2 separate regions of the Mus musculus genome follow, and region 1 is linked to region 2. Evidence: chromatin contacts called from public Micro-C data. All regions are on one chromosome and are shown on one strand. Each heading gives the region's core, a stretch centred on a gene start, on an enhancer-like site or on the middle of the called end of the contact. The rest is flanking DNA. Distances are from core to core; before and after follow the strand shown.

The links. A called contact is a pair of places that touch in the nucleus more often than the background predicts.
Region 1: a Micro-C map of the G1E-ER4 cell line shows a contact between it and region 2, with 6 times the contacts expected there. The contact joins the enhancer-like site here to the promoter of Sla2 in region 2. A contact is called at or near these places in 5 of 39 promoter capture datasets (embryonic stem cells, macrophages and trophoblast stem cells), 2 of 15 datasets of contacts at CTCF or cohesin (embryonic stem cells and large pre-B cells), 65 of 484 Hi-C or Micro-C datasets (the 63-12 cell line, the AML12 cell line, B cells and 29 more), 15 of 115 datasets of contacts at active chromatin or transcription factors (the HPC-7 cell line, embryonic stem cells, large pre-B cells and 2 more) and 4 of 9 other capture datasets (adipose tissue, embryonic stem cells, liver and 1 more).

What each region holds. Positions count from the first base shown.
Region 1 is chr2:156,927,561-156,933,732 of GRCm38.p6, forward strand. It overlaps Ndrg3 (N-myc downstream regulated gene 3), which reads right to left. Exons shown (of 16, transcript NM_013865.2): 14 at 3,870-3,905; 15 at 3,656-3,707; 16 at 1-1,321. The coding sequence ends at 1,140. Among named protein-coding and RNA genes, the nearest start is that of Sla2, 43 kb to the left of the region's middle. Within about 2 kb of position 2,216, at least 25 of the 459 cell types and tissues checked have an H3K27ac peak or open chromatin away from gene starts, as enhancers often do. A contact at or near this core is called in the G1E-ER4 cell line, the HPC-7 cell line, cerebral cortex and 3 more, where this site is marked.
Region 2 is chr2:156,885,764-156,891,842 of GRCm38.p6, forward strand. It overlaps Sla2 (Src-like-adaptor 2), which reads right to left and starts at 1,458. Exons shown (of 8, transcript NM_001356495.1): 1 at 1,117-1,458. It also overlaps the pseudogene Gm14248.

The DNA.
Region 1 (6,172 bases), core at 966-3,465, 43 kb after region 2:
CTCATCAACATCAGACAGGGGGGCAAAAATATTTCTACCTGGACAGGGCTGCCCTGAGTTTGTCCCCTTCCCTCTGATAAAGGGACATTACATGCTTAAGACCTTCCTAGAAAGTCACCTTCAAGGTGTCTTGGCTTCCATTTTGTCATCTGACATCATGATGGTGTGCTAATGGTCCTTCCTCTTCCCCAGTAAGATCCCCACCATCGATGGCATTTTTAAATATCACTCCATTTTTTCTGGAACTGAGGGATGGAGAACCGCTCTGCATCAGACATCCTGCAGATGCGTGGGTGTCTGGTAAGTGGAATCAGACGCTACAGGGACAGAGCACTTTCTCTCTGCAGAGTGAAGCCTGGCGCTCTGTTTTCCAGCTTTCTTGGCTAATCTAGAGCTTAGGCCAGTTCTCTGGAGAAAACACTGTGGTGTACCAGACATCATTCACAGGCTTCAGATCTATCCCTCTGACTCACACAATGGCAGGGATGGATCCACGTGGACAGGGGAGGTGACTGCCACCCTGCCTGCCTATCTGTGTAATAGTTATCCCTTCTACTGGTCAAGGCAGTCAATGGCCCACACAGTAACTACAGTTTTGCATATTCCTCAGACCTGCTCTCTCCTGAAATCACTCTGCAAATACTGTTTGTTGTCCAAGTGGAACCAAAATCCAATCTTGTGGCCCAACCCACCCAGATATCCACTCTGCATATTTCCCTTAAAAAAATGCCACTGAGGATTCAAAAAAAGTCCCTTTGCAGAAGCACTACAAGAAAGCATGTCTAAAGTCACAGAAGTATGCACACACAGACACAGACACGCGTGCTCGCACACACATGGAGTTGGGAATTAAAGAATCTCATCAGATACATATTTGAGGGAGCATAGGGAAAGGCTGGCAAGAGAAGATATGGAGGTCAGGTCAGATGGAGATGTTGGAATGTTACAGTAATGGCATGGGTGTGGCTCTGGTACACACAGAAAGGGTGGAGAGAATGACACTCTCGGCTACTAGAGAGAGATGCTGTGGCCATGCGTGAGTGAAAGGAAGTGGGGGCCAGCTGACGGAATGAAATGTTCTATTACGGAGTGGTCATTTCAAGGAGAGGGACTTGCATGGTCCAGGGGAGGAGATCTGCTTAGCAAGACACTTCCATGGTCTGGTGTCTGTCCAGGACATCAGGGGACTCACAGGATTCTTGAGTTCCATCTGACTGATTGCTGGTCACAGACCTGCTAAAGGGACTTTCTCCAGAGCCAATGCTACTTGAGGTGGAGTGGGTTCGTGATCGGGCGAGCCGGGTCATGCTGGCAGATGGTACTGTAACAAAGAACCAAGAGGTCAGGAGGAGGAGCCTGGTGGAGCTCAGATACTCTACAAGGTTCAGCAAAGATGTTCCCTTTCCCAGCCCCCCTAAGATGGTGCCCAGGGTGACATAAGGTCCCCCCACTCTGCACTCTCTGCTGCAGCTGAGTGACTGTATGTAAGGCTGCCTTGACCCTCTGCATCTGTATTCTCCTCAGAGTCTCCTTTAGAGTGGGATGGGAAACCCTACAGAGTAGAGCCTCTTAGCTGTGCCCACGCCATTCATACAGTGATTAGGAGGTGGCTTTGGGAACAGACACTGGTCACCAAAACCTGCAGTGCATGCAAGACTAAACCAAAGAAAGAACAACAAACCACACAAGTAGGAAGGTATTTCACAAACACAGTGCAAGCCCGATACAACAAGACTACCATCCGTGTCCACAGGCTACTGTTGCCCTCTGGGTGGGAGACACGGATGGGGAGAGGGGAGAGAAGGTGTTTTGGAGCTGATCTCTACACAGGGATGAGGTAGAGGTGGTTGGGTTCAGGGACTGAGAGGGGAGGGACTCTAGGGATGTTTAATTTAGACTCCTTTTTTGCTACTGTTACTACTTTGACCGTAAGATCCTTTCAGTATTAGCACGGCCTGCACAGGGCCTTACTGGAAATGACTCACTATCTATTATTCTAGATCATCAGTCATTTCCCTGTTGTCTGTTCGTTACTGGGATCAAAGGATACCATTATCTGCTCACAGATGCTAGTCTTCCTCGTCAAGGATTAGCAAACAGGTGGTTGTGGTGGCAGTGAGAGAGGGGCCCTCCCTGCTGAGCTTTTGCTGGGGCTGTCACCCTGGCTGAGGGGGAGAGGCTGCCTGGGCAGTTCTATGGAATCCTCTTTTCTTCCAGGGAGTAGGCCTGCTCTGTCGGGTTAACTCAGAACACACTGAGCCCTGTTCTATCGGGCTCTCACTGTACAGGGAAACCGCGGACATGCGGCAGGCAGCCAATGCAGCAGGAAGAGCAGAGTTGGGAGGCGGGCAGGGCCAGCACAAGAAGGTACCTGACTCGCTGCTGAGGTGACTGAGCTGCACATACGGGACTGGAAGCAGGATGGACACAGGAAAAGGCAGGTTAGTGACCCACAAGGACTAAGTGACAACCTTGGCTGCCTAGATGATGCTAACAGGATATTTGGCCAGGAATGAACGTTTCTGTCAAGGTCCCAGAGAAGAGTCTGATGTAAGCACTTTAATGCCACGACTCTCAACAGACCAGGGAACCTATTCCACCCTCATCCTATACAGTCACCCTACCCTGGACTAGGACCCAGCTGCATCGTCAGTATTTTTGGGAAAGGATGAGAACAGGCAAGGAGGGGACTCTTCCTCCTGATGAGCCAGAGGGCTGTGTGTGGGCTCGGTTGGTAGCAGCTCACAGACGGGGACAACATAGCCACTCTAGACAAGACACACATGATCTTCCTGTCAACTACAGTTCTGAACCCAGGGCCCAACTTCTGAGGCAGCTCTCAATGGTCACCATCCAATGGACAAAGATGGAAATACTGTCTGCTAGGTAGAGTTCTGTACTGGGGTTAAAACCCTTGAGAAGTATAAATTTCTGTGACAAATGAGAAAGCTCAGGGGTCTGAGAGGTTAGAACCCAACACGGCAGCACATGACATACACACATGTGTGGACATACACTGCCAGCTCATCTCTTGGCAGAACAGATTTTACTAATGACACTCTTCTTTCTTCTTGGAGTTTCTACTTTGTTTCTGTGGGCACGAAGTACATCTGCTGGGTTCAGATGTACCGCATGCTCTGACTCACGGCTAAGGCAGTCAAAGCCTCAGTGGTTAAGATGTGAGCCTGGAGTCAAGACGTTGAAGGGTCAGCCATGGCTATGCTGTTTACTGGCTGCCCTAGGAGGCATGCTCAACATTCTTGAGCCTCAGCGTGCTCAGTGCCACTTCTTAAAGACAAGTATGGTAGCACATACCTTTAATCCCAGCACTTGGGAAGCAGAGGCAGCTGGATCACTGAGTTCGAGGCCAGCCTGGTCTACAGAGTCAGAGTTCCAGGTCAGCTAGGGCTACACAGATACCCAGTCTCAAGGAACAAAAGAAAAGAAACCAACAAAATCAGTTTTAGTCTGAGGACATTTAGCTGTCAGCCTAACTTAAACACATGCACAGATGGACGACCGCTCTGTATTCTGTTGTTCTCTACCTGAAGGCTGACAAGCACACGGGGCATGTCCTCACAACTGTGGCCTCCTAGATGTAAACTTACCCTAGTACCTATACATTTATAATAAATAGAAAACGTATACTACTCACTGTAGCCCATTCCCTGCAAAAAGTACTTGAAGGCCTCGGTGAGCTTCCCAGGCTACAGGGACAAACAAAGACGGCATTAATTTCTGCATAGGTAGCGAGGTAGCAGTGTGTGTGTGTGTGTGTGTGTCTGTGTGTCTGTGTGTGTGTGTGTGTCTGTGTGTGTGTGTCTGTGTGTGTGTAACTGTGTAACTATTATGAACACTTCCTTACTTACCTGAACTACTTGGGGCAGTCCTCCACAGTCTGCCATCTAGAAGAGGAAGAACACCTAAGTCAGTGGACCTCCGCTGAGGGGAGTGCCCTCACCATCCCAAGCCCAAAGGGCAGGGCTTAATGGTAGGCTCCTTGATGCTTAACTGCATCATCTTTGGATCACTTCAGTGTGCTCTATGCCTTGACATTGGCAATACCTGAGAGGGACACTCAGGCTGCCCATCCACAGGATGCTAAGGCCTGGCTTTCAGGCCTCTCTTTGGGCTGACAGTGTTGCCAGCTACACCATTCACCCTGGCCTTGCTTGTACCCAAAGAAACTAATCGCTCAGTCCTTCACTTTAGCCTGAGTACCTGGACACAGGTTTGTGTCACCATGTCTGCTTTCTAGTCCCCTTCATCTCTTTATTGTCCTTACTCTATGACAAAGGGTATGATGTCATCAGGAGAGGAGAACTGTCCGGCCCCTCCCCACCTTCCCCAGCTGGATCTTCGGTGCTGCTCTTCACCTTTGAAGGGTTTTCATCGGGCTAGTGTGTACTGGAATCGCCTGTTAAATCCTGACTCTTGGATTCTATCTCGAGGGTTCTGACTGAATAGGTGTGCAATGAGGCCAGAGAACTAGCATTTCTAACTCGGTGACAGAGGTGTAGCATCTGCCAGTCTGTACTTAGCACTGTTTGCAGTGCGTTTTGGCCAGACAGAAACCAACATCCTCTTTTCAGATGATATGACCTGACCTCAGAGAGGGGCTATTCCGCTGACTTGCCTCAATTTAAAGGAATATGAAAGGACTGGAGAGATGGCTCAGTAATTAGAGCATGTTTTGTTCTTCTAGAAGACCAGGGTTTGATCCCCAGCACCCATATGGCAGTTCTAAAGGATTTGCCACCTTTTTTTGACCTTCTTGGACACCACCAGTCCAGTCAAGCACATGATGCACACACACACACACACACACACACACACACACACACACACACACACACACTCAAACATACACTTGCAGGCAAAATAGTCATATAGATATATAATGTATATATATATATATATATATGTATATATATATATATATATATATACACATACACACACACATACATTATATAGTATATAACACACACACACACACATATATTCATTGATGGAATTAAAACCCTTTAAATGGGAGCCATTATTTAAGACAGAAGGATGTCACAAAAGGCATTAGAATTTGAGAAAAACAAGCCTGAGAAACAACCACGTAATCTGACAAATATAAAATGGAACAAACTAGTGTGGCTGGGGACTTTTGCAAAGTTTAGAAGCTAAAAACTAGTTAGAAGTAAGACACTGCTGCATGGGGCCTTAACTGGGGCAAGTCCAGGTTACATAGTGAATTCCAGGCAAGTTGTGAACCACATAGGGGAGCTACTGTGTCTTAAAAAGAAGAAGAAAAGAAGACGTAGAAAAGGAAGAGGAAGATGAGGAGGAAGAGAAGGGGCCATAAGACTCTGCCCTGCCTAGGGAAGCTAAAGGCAGTGGAGGGCTGGTGAGAGGACGTCATCACCTTCAGTGGACAGCTCCACACCATGCCCATGGGAATGGTCTCCTTCAAGGGTAGTGTGCACTCTTAACCAATGAGCCTTTTCTCCAGCCCCCATTAGTTCTTATTACATTTTAAAGTTGCATTTATTTAATTTGTGTGTGTTTATGCACGTCATGCTTGGTGGTGTGTGTGTGCCTGCATGTGTATGTGCGCGTGCTTGTGTGTGGACAAAGATGATAACTGGTGGGAGTCAATTCTCTTCGCCGTCAACTCAGGCTGTCAGGGCTGTGAGGTATGGCAGTGAGCACCTTTACTTGCTGAGCCATCTAGGTGGTCCAGTGTTTTGTGAAACTGGGTCTTATGTAGCCTGAACTTTCCATCCAGCTGAGAATGGACTTCGACTCCTGATTTTTTTTTTTTTACCTCCCAAGCAGTTTGTTTGTTTGTTTGTTTGTTTGGTTTTTGGTATTATCAAATTTGTAAAAATCAAATTTGAAGCCATAAATTTCTTATCCATATTTTAGAGAAGCCCGTGGGTCCCCTGCAGTCCAGAGCACTGTGAGTTAGGCAGCCTCAGAGCACCAGGCCTATGTGTATTCTGAGAGCTACCTGTTGCTCAACAGGGCTTCCCTTTGACACACACTTGAGAGAGAGAGAAAGGGAAGAAGTTGGAAGTCCTGTGGATGATGGAGTCCAAGCAGTGGCAGCAGGCCAGCAGGCCAGGTCCACAAACACATGACCAGAGCTCTGTTTGGAAAATAAAACTTCTGTCTGGGG
Region 2 (6,079 bases), core at 208-2,707:
GAGGATGGTGGTTCTGCTGCCTCCTGGAGGCTGGCATTTGCTCACAGCCAGGGCAACTCTTCCATCTGAGCTGCCCCAAGGATGAGGTTCAGGCTAAGTGCATGGCTTTATGCCTGCCATGGGTAGCATGGGGGACTAACTCAGAGCAGCTGTGTGACCTCAGACACAGCATGCAGCTTGGGGTGTCTCCTGTGATGAGGGCTCCTAACGCTGACTCGGGCTCACTCTGCAGGGTCAGAGGGAGGATTGGAGGTGATCAACTTTCTTGCTCTCCTGCAGCAAGACCACAACCTTTAGGACCCTTGAACCACAGGGGACCTGATCTTTGCTGGACCCCTCCGGGACTCTGCAACATTCTCTTCCTGGTCTGGCCAAGGCATGGTAACTACTGGGGAAGATGTGGCCCAGGCAGTGGCCATTAGGCCGAGGACGAACATGTGCTGGCCACATTTGCACAAGAGATCAGATCACTTGGCCTACATCTGAGCAACTTCCTCTGTGATTAGGCGCTGTCTGTGGTGTCCCGGTGAGAGGATGGGCAGAGTGCTGGGGAAAGGCAGCAGAAACTGCACAGCACCCAGGCCGCCCTGCTTCTCTCTAACCCCCTTTTCACTGCAATGACCTCGTGTGGAGGATGAGCTGCCTGCTGCTCAGGCAGAGGTGAGAAAGTGTAGGGCTGGGAGGGCCTTCTTGTCTCCTGTGATTTTGTGGGCTTGATTTTGCATCTGGGAACTGAGCGCAGAGGATCAGTCATCTGTTTCCTCAGCTTTGCGCCTTTTCAGGCTGAGACCTGCACCCTGTGAGAGCAACTGAGATGCTGCAGGTGACAGTAATCTAGAGCCCGTTCCTTCCCTGCAAGATTCTTGGTCCAGGAGAGGAAAGTAGGCAGCGCCGAAGAGACCTCGGAGGCGTGAGATCTTAGGAAAAGTTTCCTGGAGGTAGTCAGACTCTCTGGAGGCGAGCCTACTGTGTCTCTGTGGATCCTAGAGACCTCCTTGTGCAGCTAGCCACCAGCCGTCCTCCTGGAGTGCGACTACAAAGCTCACTCCCACTCTGAGAGGACTACTCTTTTCCACCTGACCCAAGTCCACCAGAAAACAAAACAAGCATACTTACAGGTTTGCCATCAGACGTTTGATGAGGGTAGTCAGCCAATGTGCACACTGACCCGACAGGTCAGGCCTTTGCAGGTCCTAAGGTAGTCGGCATCTCAGGCCCCAGCAGCCTGGAGGATCGGTCACCAGAAAGGAGTCAGAGTAGGCTGAGGTACTGTGATCAAGCTTCTTTGTCAGCAGACAATCTCCACGAAACTAGTACAGCAGTCCTTTGCTTCTCAGAGAAACCAGATTGGGCCCTCCCACCCAGCACAGCAGGGACAAAGAGCGTGGCCTAGGGACCTGAGCCCGTGTAGACAGACCCAGGTGCTACTGCTCCTCAGAGCTCTAGCTCCCAGCTGCAGGCTCTGTGGTTCTCACAGCCCCACATTCTCCCCGCCTCTATTTCCTCTGACGCATCACATCGTAGCCCATGGAGGAACCACCTTGCCCCTTTCCTGTTTCTAGGGAGCAGCTGCTCCCTCCACCCCCACACCCCCTCCCCATGCCTCAGGCTGGAGGTCCTTCTTGGCTTTTTGGCTCCATCTGGTCCAAGAAATAAAGGTATGGGGAGAGATCAGTGAGACCTGGCCACAAGAATCACCGGAGCAGCCTTTGCAACTCTGAGTTCAAATATTCAGAAGGCACTACGCATAGGAATCACTTGGGATCTTCAATTATAGACTCTGAAGTGGGGCTCATTTCTGGTCCAGTGTGATAGCTGGGTGGATAAAGATGCTTCCCACCGAGCCTGATGACCCAGTGCGATCCTCGGGACCCAGTGGTGGAAGGAGAGAACTGACTTCTGAAAGTTGCCTTCGGGCCTCTCCTTGAGCATATCAGTGAATATCAGAGAATGATGGGAGCGGGGCGGGGGGGGGGGGGGGGGGATTCCTAACAAGCTTATGGGTAATGCCCATGTTGTTGGTGTAGAAACTGTATTTCGAAAATTCAGATTTGGGACTGATATGTAGTTTAGTAGTAGGTGTCTGCTTATTATGTCCTAGACCCTGGGTTCAATCCCAAGCACCTGAAAGATCAATGAGATTGGTCTTCAAAATATGGTAACCACAGTATCAGCTAGGAGATACTTAGGTATGCAGGCTTGTCTCAGACCCAGTGTGTCAAAACATGCCCTGGTCGTGCGCCAAGGACCAGCTTTGGCTTGGAGAGGGATTCCTGAGAGAAGGGGTGTCTGGGGGTAGCAAAAAGGAAGACTCAGGGTCAAATGGTGAGTTACAAGCTGACGGCCTATGTTCTGCTTGAGACAGCTTTCCAGATAATAAGCGTTCTCTCTCTCTCTCGCTCTCGCTCTCTCTCTCTCTCTCTCTTCTGCCCAAGACAGCTTTCTCTTGCTATTCTAAGAACTCTCTGGATAGTTCATCTCTTCCAGATCAAAAGTGCAGTCTCTTATTTACACATCAATTCAATCAGGTTCCCATGAATCCGCATCCCAGGACCCAGCCCCTTGATTGTTAGAAAGACAGCAAGCAGGACTGGAGAGATGGCTCAGGGGGTAAGAGCACTCACTGACTGCTCTTCCAGAGGTCCTGAGTTTAATTTCCATAGTGGCTCACAACCATCTGTAATGGGAGATCTAATGCCCTCTTCTGGTGTGTCTGAAGATAGCCACAGTTCTCTCTCTCTCTCTCTCTCTCTCTCTCTCTCTCAGCATAGTAATATTTCTATGTATATTCCTGTGTATATGTCCGTGGGGGTATGCATACAACATATGACAAGTGAGAGCCATACTGTCGCCTTTTCTGGAACTGAGGGAATGGAGAACCACTCTCCATCAGACCAGGAACACTTCCTGCAGATGCGTGGGTGTCTGGTAAGTGGAATCAGATGCTACAGTGACAGCACTTTCTCTCTGCAGGGCATCAGATCTCATTACAGATAGTGTGAGCCACCATGTGGTTGCTGGGAATTGAACTCAGGACCCCTGGAAGAGTAGTCAGTATTCCTAACCACTGAGCCATCTCTCCAGCCCCCTCTTAGAGTTCTTGAGTTCCATCTGACTGACTGCTGGTCACAGGCTGGCTGAAATAAATTTTTTTCAGTTCCGATGTTACTGGGGGCCGAGTGGGTTCGTGATCAGGTAGGCCAGGTTATTTATGCTGGCAGATGGTACTGTAACAAAGACCCAAGATGTCAGGAGGAGGAGCCTGGTGGAGCTCAGATACTCTTCAAGGTTCAGCAAAGATGTTCCCTTTCCCAGCCCCCCTAAGATGGTGCCCAGGGTGACATAAGGTCCCCCCACTCTGCACTCTCTGCTGCAGCTGAGTGACTGTATGTAAGGCTGCCTTGACCCTCTGCATCTGTATTCTCCTCAGAGTCTCCTTTAGAGTGGGATGGGAAATCCTGCAGAGTAGAGTCTCTCAGCTGTGCCCACGCCATTCATACAGTGATTAGGAGGTGGCTTTGGGAACAGACACTGGTCACCAAAACCTGCAGTGCATGCAAGACTAAACCAAAGAAAGAAAGAAAGAAAGAAAGAAAGAAAGAAAGAAAGAAAGACAGACAGACAGACAGACAGACAGACAGACAGACAGACAGAAAGAAAGAAAGAAAGAAAGAAAGAAAGAAAGAAAGAGAAAGTAAAGATGGCAGCCGCTCGGGCTGCAGCCCTGGGAGTCTGATGGCTGCAAAGGACAACCCCACGTCGTGGTGCCACTGGAGGCACGGAGAGCCTCCCACATGACCAAGGACATGTTGCTGAGGTCTAGGACCCCAGAGGAACGGGCCGAGGCCGCCAAGATGTATAATATGCGTGTGGAAGACTCCGAGCCATACCCAGATGATGGCATGGGGTATGGTGACCACCCAGTGCTCCCCAACAATCACAGCATGAGAGGGGTCCATGGTATGAATGGGACCACTTAGAACTGGGGTGAACCGATACACTGGGACCTAGACAGGTACATCAGGAATCCTGTGGACACATCTCCTACACCTGTGTCCTGGGATGTCATGTGTAAACATCTCTTCGGCTTCCTGGCTTTCATAGTTTTCATGTTCTGGTAAGAGACACGTTCCAGTTCCCTTCCTACCAGCCTGTGGGTCTGAAGCAGTAACCTTACAATAATCTGTACTTGGAGCGAGGCGGTGATCCTACCAAAGAGCCTGAGCCCCTGGCTCACTGTGATATCTGAGAAGGCTTGATGAGCTTTTGTGCCCTCGTTCCTAGAGGTTTAACCTTAATGAAATCCCTAATAAAGCTCAGTGCTGTGGTGAGAGAGAGAGAGAGAGAGAGAGAGACAGACAGACAGACAGACAGACAGACAGACAGACAGACAGACAGACGTAAGTCCAATACAGGGAGATTGCTCTCCATTCCCAAGGGCTGCCCGACTAAGGCAGGTGCTGATGAGGGTCTGCTCAGCTCATGTACATGCACAGGTAAATGTTCCACTCCCTCTTGGTTTTCACTCTAAGTCTGATTAGTTATTTGATGGGTTATAGACCGAGAACTGTGAGCTCTCAGGCGTCAAACTTACCCCATCATGAAAAAAATGGAGTCCATTCCCTGCAAAAAGTACTTGAAGGCCTCAGTGAGCTTCCCAGGCTGTGGGGACAAACAAAGATGGCATTAATTTCTGCGTAGGTAGAGAGGTAGCAATGTGTGTCTGTGTCTGTGTCTCTGTGTGTGTGTGTGTGTGTGTGTGTGTGTGTGTGTGTAACTATTATGAACACTTTCTTACCTGAACTACTTGGGGCAGTCCTCCACAGTCTGTCATCTAGAAGAGGAAGAACGCTGAGCGGAGTGCCCTCAATACTCTTCTTTCATAAGGGATATATATACATATATACATACACACATATACAGACACATATATATACATATATACATACATATATATGGAGAGAGAGGGAGGATCTCCCGGCTGTCCTAGAACTCTCTATGTAGACCAGGCTGGCTTCAAACTCACAGAAATCCTCCTGCCTCTGCCTCCTGGATGCTGGTATTAAAGATATGCACCACTCTGCCCAGCTTTGACTTGTCTCTATTTAAAGGGATCCGAGTCCCATGGTCTCATTGCTAGAATTAACTTTTTATTTAAAAGGGAGCTATTATTGAAGATAATGAATGCCACAAAGAGCCTAAGAGTTCGAGGCTGGGGCTGAGCATGGTTGATTCAGTGCCTGCTATGCAAACATGAGGACCAGGGTTCATATCTCCAACAGCCTCAGTGATGCTTGTCTATCATCTTGTGCTTGGAAACAAAGGGCAGAGAGGCATGTCTGCTTGTTGGCCTAGCTGAATCTATGAGTGTTGGCATTTTGTCTAGGCTCTGCCCCACAGTTACCTGGCAACAGCCAGGTGTGCCTGACTCACTATAAAAAGGGCTTCTGGCCCTCTCCTCTCTGTCTTGCTTTCTTGCTCCTGCTCTGTCCCCTTGCTCCTGCTCCCCTTCTCTCCCCCCCCCACCTCTCTCTCTCTTCATGGATGGCCTCTCTTCCTCTTTCTCTTCTCTTCTCTTCTCTTCTCTTCTCTTCTCTTCTCTTCTCTTCTCTTCTCTTCTCTTCTCTCCTCTCCTCTCCTCTCCTCTCCCCTCCCCTCCCCTCCCCTCCCCTCCCCTCCCCTCTCCTCTCCTCCCCTCCCCTCCCCTTCTCTCTCTCTCTCTCTCTCTCTCTCTCTCTCTCTCTGACTGCAGTTTCCGGGCATCTGGTGCCTCTTCTGACCTCCACAGGTGTGTACATGGTTCACATAATAAACTCTCACAGGTACATACGTACATACAACATACATACATACATACATACATACATACATACATATACACATAAAATAAATATTAAAAAGAGAAAGGCCCTATCTCAAAATATAAGGCGGAGAGGCACGCATAGTATCCCACACTTTTAATCCCAGCATTTGGCAGAGGCAGGCTGGTCTCTGTGTTCAAGTTCAAGACCAGCCTGGCCCATGTAGTAAGATTCATAGCTAAGGTTGCATAATGTGATCCTGTCTCAAAACAAACCAA